Linked DNA regions of Mus musculus: region 1 is linked to region 2. Evidence: chromatin contacts called from public HiChIP or PLAC-seq data. All regions are on one chromosome and are shown on one strand. Each heading gives the region's core, a stretch centred on a gene start, on an enhancer-like site or on the middle of the called end of the contact. The rest is flanking DNA. Distances are from core to core; before and after follow the strand shown.

Region 1 (4,236 bases), core at 384-2,883, 440 kb before region 2:
TGTCCAAAGCATAATCATTTCTTTTGTTGTTTCACTTCAGACTTGGCAAGGCAGTTTGCCATATCACAGTGTACAGATTAGGAAACTGAGGCTCAGATAAAATGTGTCCTGTAGCCATGATTCTTTGGTTGGTGAATTGAGTAGGTGTGAATATAGCCCAGATCTCCTGACATCTAGCCTAGTGTTTTTTTTTTTTTTTTTTTTCAAGCTTGACACTTAAGATTGTTGACAGGAGAGAAGTCCAGAGGGTCAGGAGAATGAATAGAAATATGTGGCAGTGGAGGTTGGGGGCTGGGAGGACCACTAGAAACTCCCAGGTGCCAGGGAAGCAAGAGGTTTCCAGGATCCATTGGTGCTGACATTAGCCGAAATACCCAGCAGAGGGAAGATAAAGCCTGAAGAGACCACCTCCAGTAGATAGACATGGCCCCCAGAGGAGGGATGGGGCCACCTATCCATCTCAAAAATTTTAACCCAGAATTGTTCCTGTCTAAAGGAAACACAGGGACAAAAATTGGAGCAGAGACTGGAGGAAAGGCCATGCAGTGACTCTCCCACATGGGGATCCATCCAATCTGCAGACTCTAAATCCTGACACTATTGCTGATGCCAAGAAGTGCTCTCGGACAGGAGCCTAGTATGGCTGTCCTCTGAGAGGCTCCACTAGCATCTGAGTAAGATAGAAGCAGATACTCACAGCTAACCATTAGACTGAGACTGGGGACCCCAATGGAAGAGTTAGGGGAAGGACTGAAGGAGGTGAAGGGGGTTGATTGCAACCCCAGAGGAAGAACAGTATCAACTAACTGGACACCCCAGATCTTCCAGGGACTAAACCACCAACCAAAGAGTTTACATAGGTGGGTCCATGGCTCCAGTTACATATGTAGCAGAGAATTGCCTTATCTGGCATCATGGGAGGAGAGGCCCTTGGTCCTGTGGAGGCTTGTTGTCCCAGCATAGAGGGATGCTAGAGGCGGTGAGGCAGGAGTGGGTGGGTGGGTTAGGGAGCATCTTCTTAGAGACAAGGGGGAGGGGAGGAGGGGTAGAGAAGAGGCCAGGAAGGAGGACAACATTTGAAAATGCAAATAAATAAAATAACTAAGAAAAACAAAACAAAAAAAAAAGATTGTTGACAGGGCAAGAAGCCATACCCGACCAAGTTTGACATTGTTGGTAAGGATGTAAATTAACACAGCTATTATAAAGAATAGTATGAACCTTCCTCAAGAAACTAAAAATAGATCTACCATATGATCCAGCCACTCCAGCTACAGGTGAATATTCAACAGATGTGTCGCAGCTGTATGCTCAAGTGTATCATGACACTGCTCAAAATAGCCAAGATATGGAACTAGCCACAGGGCAGAATGCCAGATGGATAGATAAAGAATGTATGCGCTGTGTACTGCAGAGTATTATGTAGCATAAGGAAAGGGCGACATCCTGTTCTTTCAGCAACTGTATGGAACTGAAGGACATTGGGCAAGCCAGTCACAGGAAGACAAGTAGAGTATGTCCTCTCTCATGTGCAGAATCTCCAAAAGTCAATCTGAAGATAGACTTATCAATTGTCCTAGACCTGAATGGGTGGGGGCTGGATTGGAAAGGGTGTCTATATTTTATCAGTGTATGCCATGTGGTATATGGGGAGATCACATTGAATCCCAGGACTAGGTGCAATTAACATATGCTAATAAGTTGATGCTGGAGAGACAACTCAGGAGGTAAAGCGCTTGCCACTCAAGCCTAAAGATCTGCATTTGATTCCAACATCCACATAAAAAGGCTGGGTGTGATGGTGCGTAATTGTTATCCCAGCACCAGGGAAGCAAGGGTAGGAGGATTCCTGTGGCTTGTTGGCCAGCCTATCTAGCTAAACCTGCAACATCCAGGTCTCAGTGAGAAAGCTGGTGTCAAAAAATACAGTGGGTGGCCCTGGAGGACCAATACCTCTGGCCTACACATGCCCACATGCATGCACATATATGCACACACTCACAGGAATGGGCAAATGAATGTTTAGTATTCAGAACACTCAGCACACGATCCTGTTGGCGTCTCCAGACTTCCTTGAACTTACTTTATGCTCAAGATAACCTTGAACTCTTGATTCTCCTCTATCTGTGGGTCCTGGAATGTGCCTCCAGGCCCAGTTTCTTCCAATGGCTTTAACTTTTTGTAAATGGCATGTTCTATATTTAGTGCAAGTGTTGTCACATAGGAACTTGGAAGGATTGAAAGGTATCTTCGACTTATTGCTACCTTAAACAAATATTGCATGGTAGGATGTTTTGTATGGAACAACTTTTGTATAAAATTGAAAAATCAGAACAATGAATGGGGGAAGAGTTCACACAGGGATTAACAGTGGCTGTTGAGATGGCTCAACGGTTAGGAGCACTAGCTGGCCTTCTAAAGGATCTGGGTTCAATTCCCAGCACCCACATGGCAACTAACAACTGTCTAACTCCAGTTCCCGGAGATCTGACATCCTTACACAGAAACATGTGCGGGCAAAACACCAATGCACATAAAATTAAAATAAATAAATCATTAAAAATGGGCAAGGAAAAGAAAAGAAATCCAAAATTAAAACAAAAATCAAAACAACAAACTAGCTCTGGTTTCTATTTTTTCATTTCTTCTTTTTTTGCTCCTATTTTGAATAAAATAAACATTTTCACATTGACTATAAGATGTGGTAATTGGTTTTAAAAGAAACTTTCTTTTAAGGGTTTGAAGGTGATGGTCTGCTTTGGATAGTGATTGGCTAACTAGCTTGCTTCCATTTGATTCTTTAAGTAGACCCCTGCATATTTTCAATCCAGACACACAAGCTGAGCATTCAGGAGCAATTGCTCATTAACCTTCTTTGTTTAATTAAGATAGCCCCACTCAAGCATGCAGTTAGCTGCCAGTGAGATACAAGAGGATGTTGCCAGGTGAATTTGGTGCAGGGACCCTCATATCTGCTCTAGGATTTTGCCAAAGACTGTTCTGAGCAGGCAGCCTGGTGACACTCACCTGCGGGAAGCAGAAAAGGGGAGCGGGGACTGGATTGTAGGAGGGGTGGGGGTGGGGATTCTCAAAGAGATGACATTGCCACACTACCATTCCAACAGGCATACCAGCCAACCGGTGAAGCTGGAACGATGCACAAGAATGCCGGCGGCTCTTAGTCATTTGTAAATGTGCCTGCTGGACACATCCCTGCGCAGTATGCTCTCACAATTTGGCAGAGAACCCACAGTTCCTGGGTTTAGGACTTAGAACACAGAAGATCCTGGTGAGAGGTTTTTCCCCTCTTTTCCCCAAGCTTAGTAGTGAGTCTAGAAACAGAAAATGGATGCGGAGCGAAATGGCCTGCATGAGCAGCAGAGACTGACTGGGCTGCACATGGAAGCTGCCTAAAGCTGTATTTTTGTCACATCTGTCTTACTCTTAGCTGGGAGGAAGACATTTCTTTCCCGTTAGTAAACAATGGTTCCTTCAAACAGGAAAAAGAGGTATTATACATGGCTTTATTTTAATTTTATTGTAATATTTTAATTTATTTTGTATTTCAGGGTATTTATTCTTATAGTAGATTTTTGTTTTGGGCAAGTAATACTGTTTGTCCCCTTTTGAAAGTCAGCATTCTTTTAAAAAGGTATCAATTTTAGGAGGAACAGGGTCACTTAAAATGCAATCAATAATTTACTTAGCATGTAAAGGCAAAAACTTTAAAGTATGTTGTAAAGTATAATAAACATGGCCCATTCTCTCTCCCTCCCTCTCTCACTTCCCTTATGCCTTTCTTTTTTCTCTCCCTCCCACTTCACCAACCTCTGTCTTTCTGACACACACTTACACACACACACACACACACACACACACACACACACACACACACACACACACCACAGAGTCTTGCTGTAGCCCAATCTAACCTCAAACTCAAGATTTTCCTTCCTGGTGGCTCAACTTCCTAAGTGTTGGGATTATAGGAGTGTGTGTGTGTGTGTGTGTGTGTGTGTGTGTGTGTGTGTGTGTGTGTGTGTGTGAACAAACCTGGTATCTTCATATTCTAAAAAACAAACCAAAACCCAGCAAATACTTTCAAATGATTAGTTCAGAACCTTGTCCTTGAAGGGCGTTGCTGGCCCTGTGGCACTGAGCTCTGGGCTGAAAAGCAAATATTAATGCAGACCCAGTCTTGGATCTTTCTTACAGGCTAGTGTGGCTCTATTTTCA
Region 2 (4,645 bases), core at 858-3,357:
ATTTTTTTGGGTTAATAATGTTTGACTTTTTTTTCTATTTCTGCTTTGAGTGTTTGTTTTTCCAATAGATTTTATGCTATCATGGTGTTAATTATTATTCTTTTGTTTCTGGATGTTGAACTCCATCAGGCATTATTTACAAAGATATTTTGTTGGTAATGTATTATCTCAGTTGTTTGTTTTAAAATTTATTTACTTTTAAGTTCTGAAAAATAATGTTTCTGGGCATAATAATCATGGTCAACACATTCATTCTTTCATAATTTCTAATAATATAGTTCCTAACTTACAAGTGTCCTGATTAAAATATGTTGCTATCCTAATGTGGATTCATTTATATGTGACCTGCTGATACTTTTCTTCAAGAGTTTAGAATTCTCTCTCTCTTTTTTTCTTTTTTTCTTTTGTAATTTTGAGACTTTGACTAAGATATATCAAGATTAGGACATTTTCACCTCAAGTCTATTTAGAGTCCTATGGCCATTTGGCCTCTATATGTTTAGATCTTTCTCAATATGGAAGTTGTCCACAGCTATTAACTCAAAGTGTAAGTTTTTTTAACCTCTCATATATTCCTCCTCTCCATGTACTGCCCTCCCAAATAGGAAAACACTTGTTTACTTAATCAAACCCTAGAGTTCTTTGGGGCTACAATCATTCTCTTAGTTTTTCTTTTTTGTTTGTCATTTTGTGGGATTTCAAATTTTCTCTACAAAGTGGTATCCTTTCTTCTGTTTGTTCTAGTCCGGAACTTTCCACTGTGTTTTATATTTGACTTATTGTGCTCTTCATTTTGAAGGTTTCTGTTTGGGTCTTTCTCAAAATCTTTGCTGTTTTTCTCACTGTGGCAGCTATTGTATTTTCTTCGACCATCTTGGATCCTTGTAATCATTCTTTTTAAAACTTATTTTTTTTATTCCTCTCTCATAGAATACATCCTGATGGCAGCCTCCCCTCTCCATTTCCCACAGTGATTCCCACCCTTCCCCCAAATCCAGTTTCTGTGTTTCCCTTCAGAAAAGTATAGGCCTCCCAATAATATCAACCGAACATGGTATAGAAAGATGCAATAAGACTAGGCATAAACCCTCATATCAAGGCTGGAGGAGGCAATGCAATAGGAGGAAAAGGGTCCACAGTCAGGCAAGAGTCCTCATTCCCACTATTCATGCATTACCTTGGTATCATTTTTGTTGGTCTATTGACAACCAGTTACCATGTCCCTGGGAGCATTGTGTCCCTTTGTATTTTCTTCCACACACCACACCCCCCCTTTTTAAACCATACTTTGAGATTTATATATCCAGTGAACCATTCTTGCTATCACCTTTATAAGACAGTTTTTGTGCTAAGCAGCTTTCTTATAAAAACCTGTCTTATGGTTATGGGTTTGATATGTTGTGTTTGCTCTGAGAAGGACCCAGTCTCTTTTTGCAATCTGCTGAAATCCTAAAGATTGTGATAATTCAGAGTTTACTGACACTAAGAGTGGTGCAAATTCAGAAATAAGTTTATTCTCATGATAAAATCAGTCACAGTAGCTTAGGGTCTTCATCAGTTGTAGCATCCTAAGGTCTGAGGGTTTGTGAACTTCCTAAATGATATGAGTATCTTCTCCAAAACAAAGCTGTATGGTTACTCTCGGTTGCTCTTCTCAGCAGTATGAAAATCTATGGCAACTGTAAATTTTTCCGGTAGCTAGGATTTTGGTAGCATTTTCTGAGTCTCTCCTATTCATTCTTTCTCTTACACATGTGAAGTCTCCTCCTCAACTGGAGAGCTTGATAGCAGTTGCCTCAGAAACATTTTCTTCTTTATAGGCTACTTTCCCAAGTATCTGAATCAGCCTCTTTCCTGCTAAGTTCAAGCATTTCTGCATGACCACTCTCCTCAAAAAGTTCCTGTCTACTTATTGTTTTCTATTTCCTTTCTGGAAGAGGAAACATGTGCTGAATCGCTGTTCAGTCATCATATAATGTCCTCCAATGATGTTTTACAGCTTTAGTGGTACCCTCAAAGCCCGTTTGGTATTTCACTACTTAGCTTCCATCCACTCTTCTTTTCATCCATCTATGGCTTCAGTGGGGCCTTGGAACTTTGTGACCCCATAGATCAGACATTCCAGTGGCTGTGTGAAACTACCCTGTGGTGTGTTATCTCATAGCTTACCATTGTAATGGAAAGACTGGCAGGTAATTTTTAATCAAATTTAGTGAAATGAAAACAACAGCCAAAGACTGGGTCCGTTACAGGGAACTACAAAGGAGAATTGGAGCTTTGTTGAAAGGCTTCATGGAAACTCCTTGATGTGGATTTTGACAGATGAAGATAAGCATTGGCCAGGTGGCGAAACATGTGAAACCCTTGCCATGCTAATTTGCCTGGGAAATGCATTATGTTTAACAAAAGATGCTGGCTTAATTTGTAATGATACCCGTAAAAACTTAATTTAACCAGCTATGCTTTTTATTTTTTATATCTCAGGATAATATTTAATTACACTGGTTCTTCACAGAATCTATGTCTTCCAGTGGCTGAATGCAGTTTTATTCATTTGCACATACACAAAGCATTTTGTTTAAAGAGCTTCTCTCTTTGTTATTAATCTAGTTAATGGCTTATTCTTTGAATATTAATAATAAGAAACAAAAACATTCCTCATACGTTGCAGGAGTATTTGAATCTCACTCCAGGGAATCAGGTAGTTCATGAGCAATTCCTTGCATTAATCATATTGATGACGTAGAAACTCTTCTGAGGCGTTGATTTATATTAGATATTACTAAAAGAACTAAACAGAATCACAAATAGAAAATGCTAAATACTAAAACATAAACACTAGTTTTCCAATGTTTTGTATATGAATTATCCATAGTTAATCATTAATTTTAACATAGTGATAATTCAGTATATTTCCATTTAAAAGGTGTTACAGAGTATGTGAGTATTAGGTGCCATTCTTCCTAATGCTTCAAATAATTGTTGAAAAATAAAACCTGGCTAAACTGATAACTTGGGCAACACAGATTATGTTCATGCTAAAACAAACTGTCTCATCTAAAATTTTGTACCTTTGAGTCAGCTACAGTGAATTGTTACTATAGGGGATTATGAGATGCTAGAGGGTGAATTTTCTTTTGTGTTCCATGGAGAATGAGATGCAGAGATTCTGATCCTGAGGGTCATGTGAATTTATAAATAGCCCCATTCTCTAGCTATAGAAACCTGGGCTTTGGGTGTTGGTAGAATCTTTATATAATATGAGTTTCTTGAAAATAGATTTTGTAGAAATCTCTAAGTATTTATGCTTTTTATTCTGTTAAAGAATACCATCCACTCAGTCTAGAAATAGAGAGCCAAGTAAAATATACTTTGGGGCTGGTTATTGTCACTAATTGTTAGTTTATTAATTTAGCTGTAAGTGATGACATCAAATCATATAGAGATTAAAGAACTGACATTACATGGGATATCAATCTTAGGCTCTCCTAAAGTGGGGCTGTCATTGATAAATCTATTTATGATTGTATACCCTGTGTCTTTTTTGTGAATATTGATTCATATATTCCACAGATGGCTGATACACTTTATGGAATTCTTGTTACTTAGGAGCAAAAAATAATAATAATTCCCCCTCTTCAATCTTCAAGGATTATATTATGTATTTGTGATAAAAAGTTCCAGGCTTGATCTCTTCAGTTGCTGTCTGTGTAGCACATCCTTTGCTGTTAGGGATAAATAATGAAGAGACAGATGTTTGAAATGAACTTTGAGGTTCATCTGCAAAATACAACTTTGCTTAAGTAATAATTGTTAAAGTTTTTTCAGCATACTGAGGAATTTTATTCTACATCTTAGTTAAGTGGTAACTACCCAATGAGCCTTCTAAAATTCATGTCCAATGATACAACCCAGTATAAACTCATAGCCTATATGAGCAATAACTAATAGAGCAATTTCACTTTCATTATGTGCTTCTTAAAAAAAAACTGTGAAATCAAACATTGGATGTTTCTTTGGTCATTTTTGGTCATTTTCATTTCTCTGTTATCTCCCCTGTTAATCAGTTTGATATCACAGGCTCTGGTATCTGATAACTATTTGAATCACTAGGCAATAGTGATTCACCTGTCTCTTTATTAGAACGTCTTCTTGGGCAATTCCCTTGTCAGCCTTGGGCCTCCAATTATTCAGCTGGAAAATACAGAGGTGTTGGGAGGGGAATAGCATTGGTAAAAGACAGCAAAACTATCAGAATGGTGCATGGCACATGCTGGATGTTCAGTAAATATCAACTGTTGTTACTGTTTCTTCTACACACATGCCCAGGCTATATGCATTAGCTAATTTTCTCATATCTGACTAGGAGCACCAGTCATGTGCTTATTAAAGAGGGATTGGAGTGAGCTTAGTGTCTATATAGAAGAATCCTGAACAGAGGGATCATAGCTTTAAAATAATGGCTTCCCTGATGATCAACACAAAACACAAATCCCTGTGGTGGCTTCGATCCTGTGTGAACATCTTATCTTTAGAATTCCACACCTTGTTCACGCATATTCTCAACCGGATAATATGCTGCCCCTGCTTCAGACCACAGCTTAATGCCCATGCCACTGATGTCATGCAGCTCTGTGGGTAACTC

The links. HiChIP or PLAC-seq counts read pairs in DNA pulled down with a chosen protein or histone mark.
Region 1: an H3K4me3 HiChIP or PLAC-seq map of the SCID.adh cell line shows a contact between it and region 2, with 9 read pairs. The contact joins two enhancer-like sites. A contact is called at or near these places in 2 of 484 Hi-C or Micro-C datasets (the G1E-ER4 cell line and bone marrow-derived macrophages) and 2 of 115 datasets of contacts at active chromatin or transcription factors (the SCID.adh cell line and large pre-B cells).

The regions. Positions count from the first base shown.
Region 1 is chr15:63,722,123-63,726,358 of GRCm38.p6, reverse strand. The region is part of intron 2 of 4930449C09Rik (RIKEN cDNA 4930449C09 gene); the gene reads right to left. Among named protein-coding and RNA genes, the nearest start is that of 4930449C09Rik, 5.9 kb to the right of the region's middle. Within about 2 kb of position 1,633, at least 12 of the 459 cell types and tissues checked have an H3K27ac peak or open chromatin away from gene starts, as enhancers often do. A contact at or near this core is called in the SCID.adh cell line, where this site is marked.
Region 2 is chr15:63,277,518-63,282,162 of GRCm38.p6, reverse strand. No RefSeq gene overlaps it. Among named protein-coding and RNA genes, the nearest start is that of Gm41335, 77 kb to the left of the region's middle. Within about 2 kb of position 2,107, at least 10 of the 459 cell types and tissues checked have an H3K27ac peak or open chromatin away from gene starts, as enhancers often do. A contact at or near this core is called in the SCID.adh cell line, where this site is marked.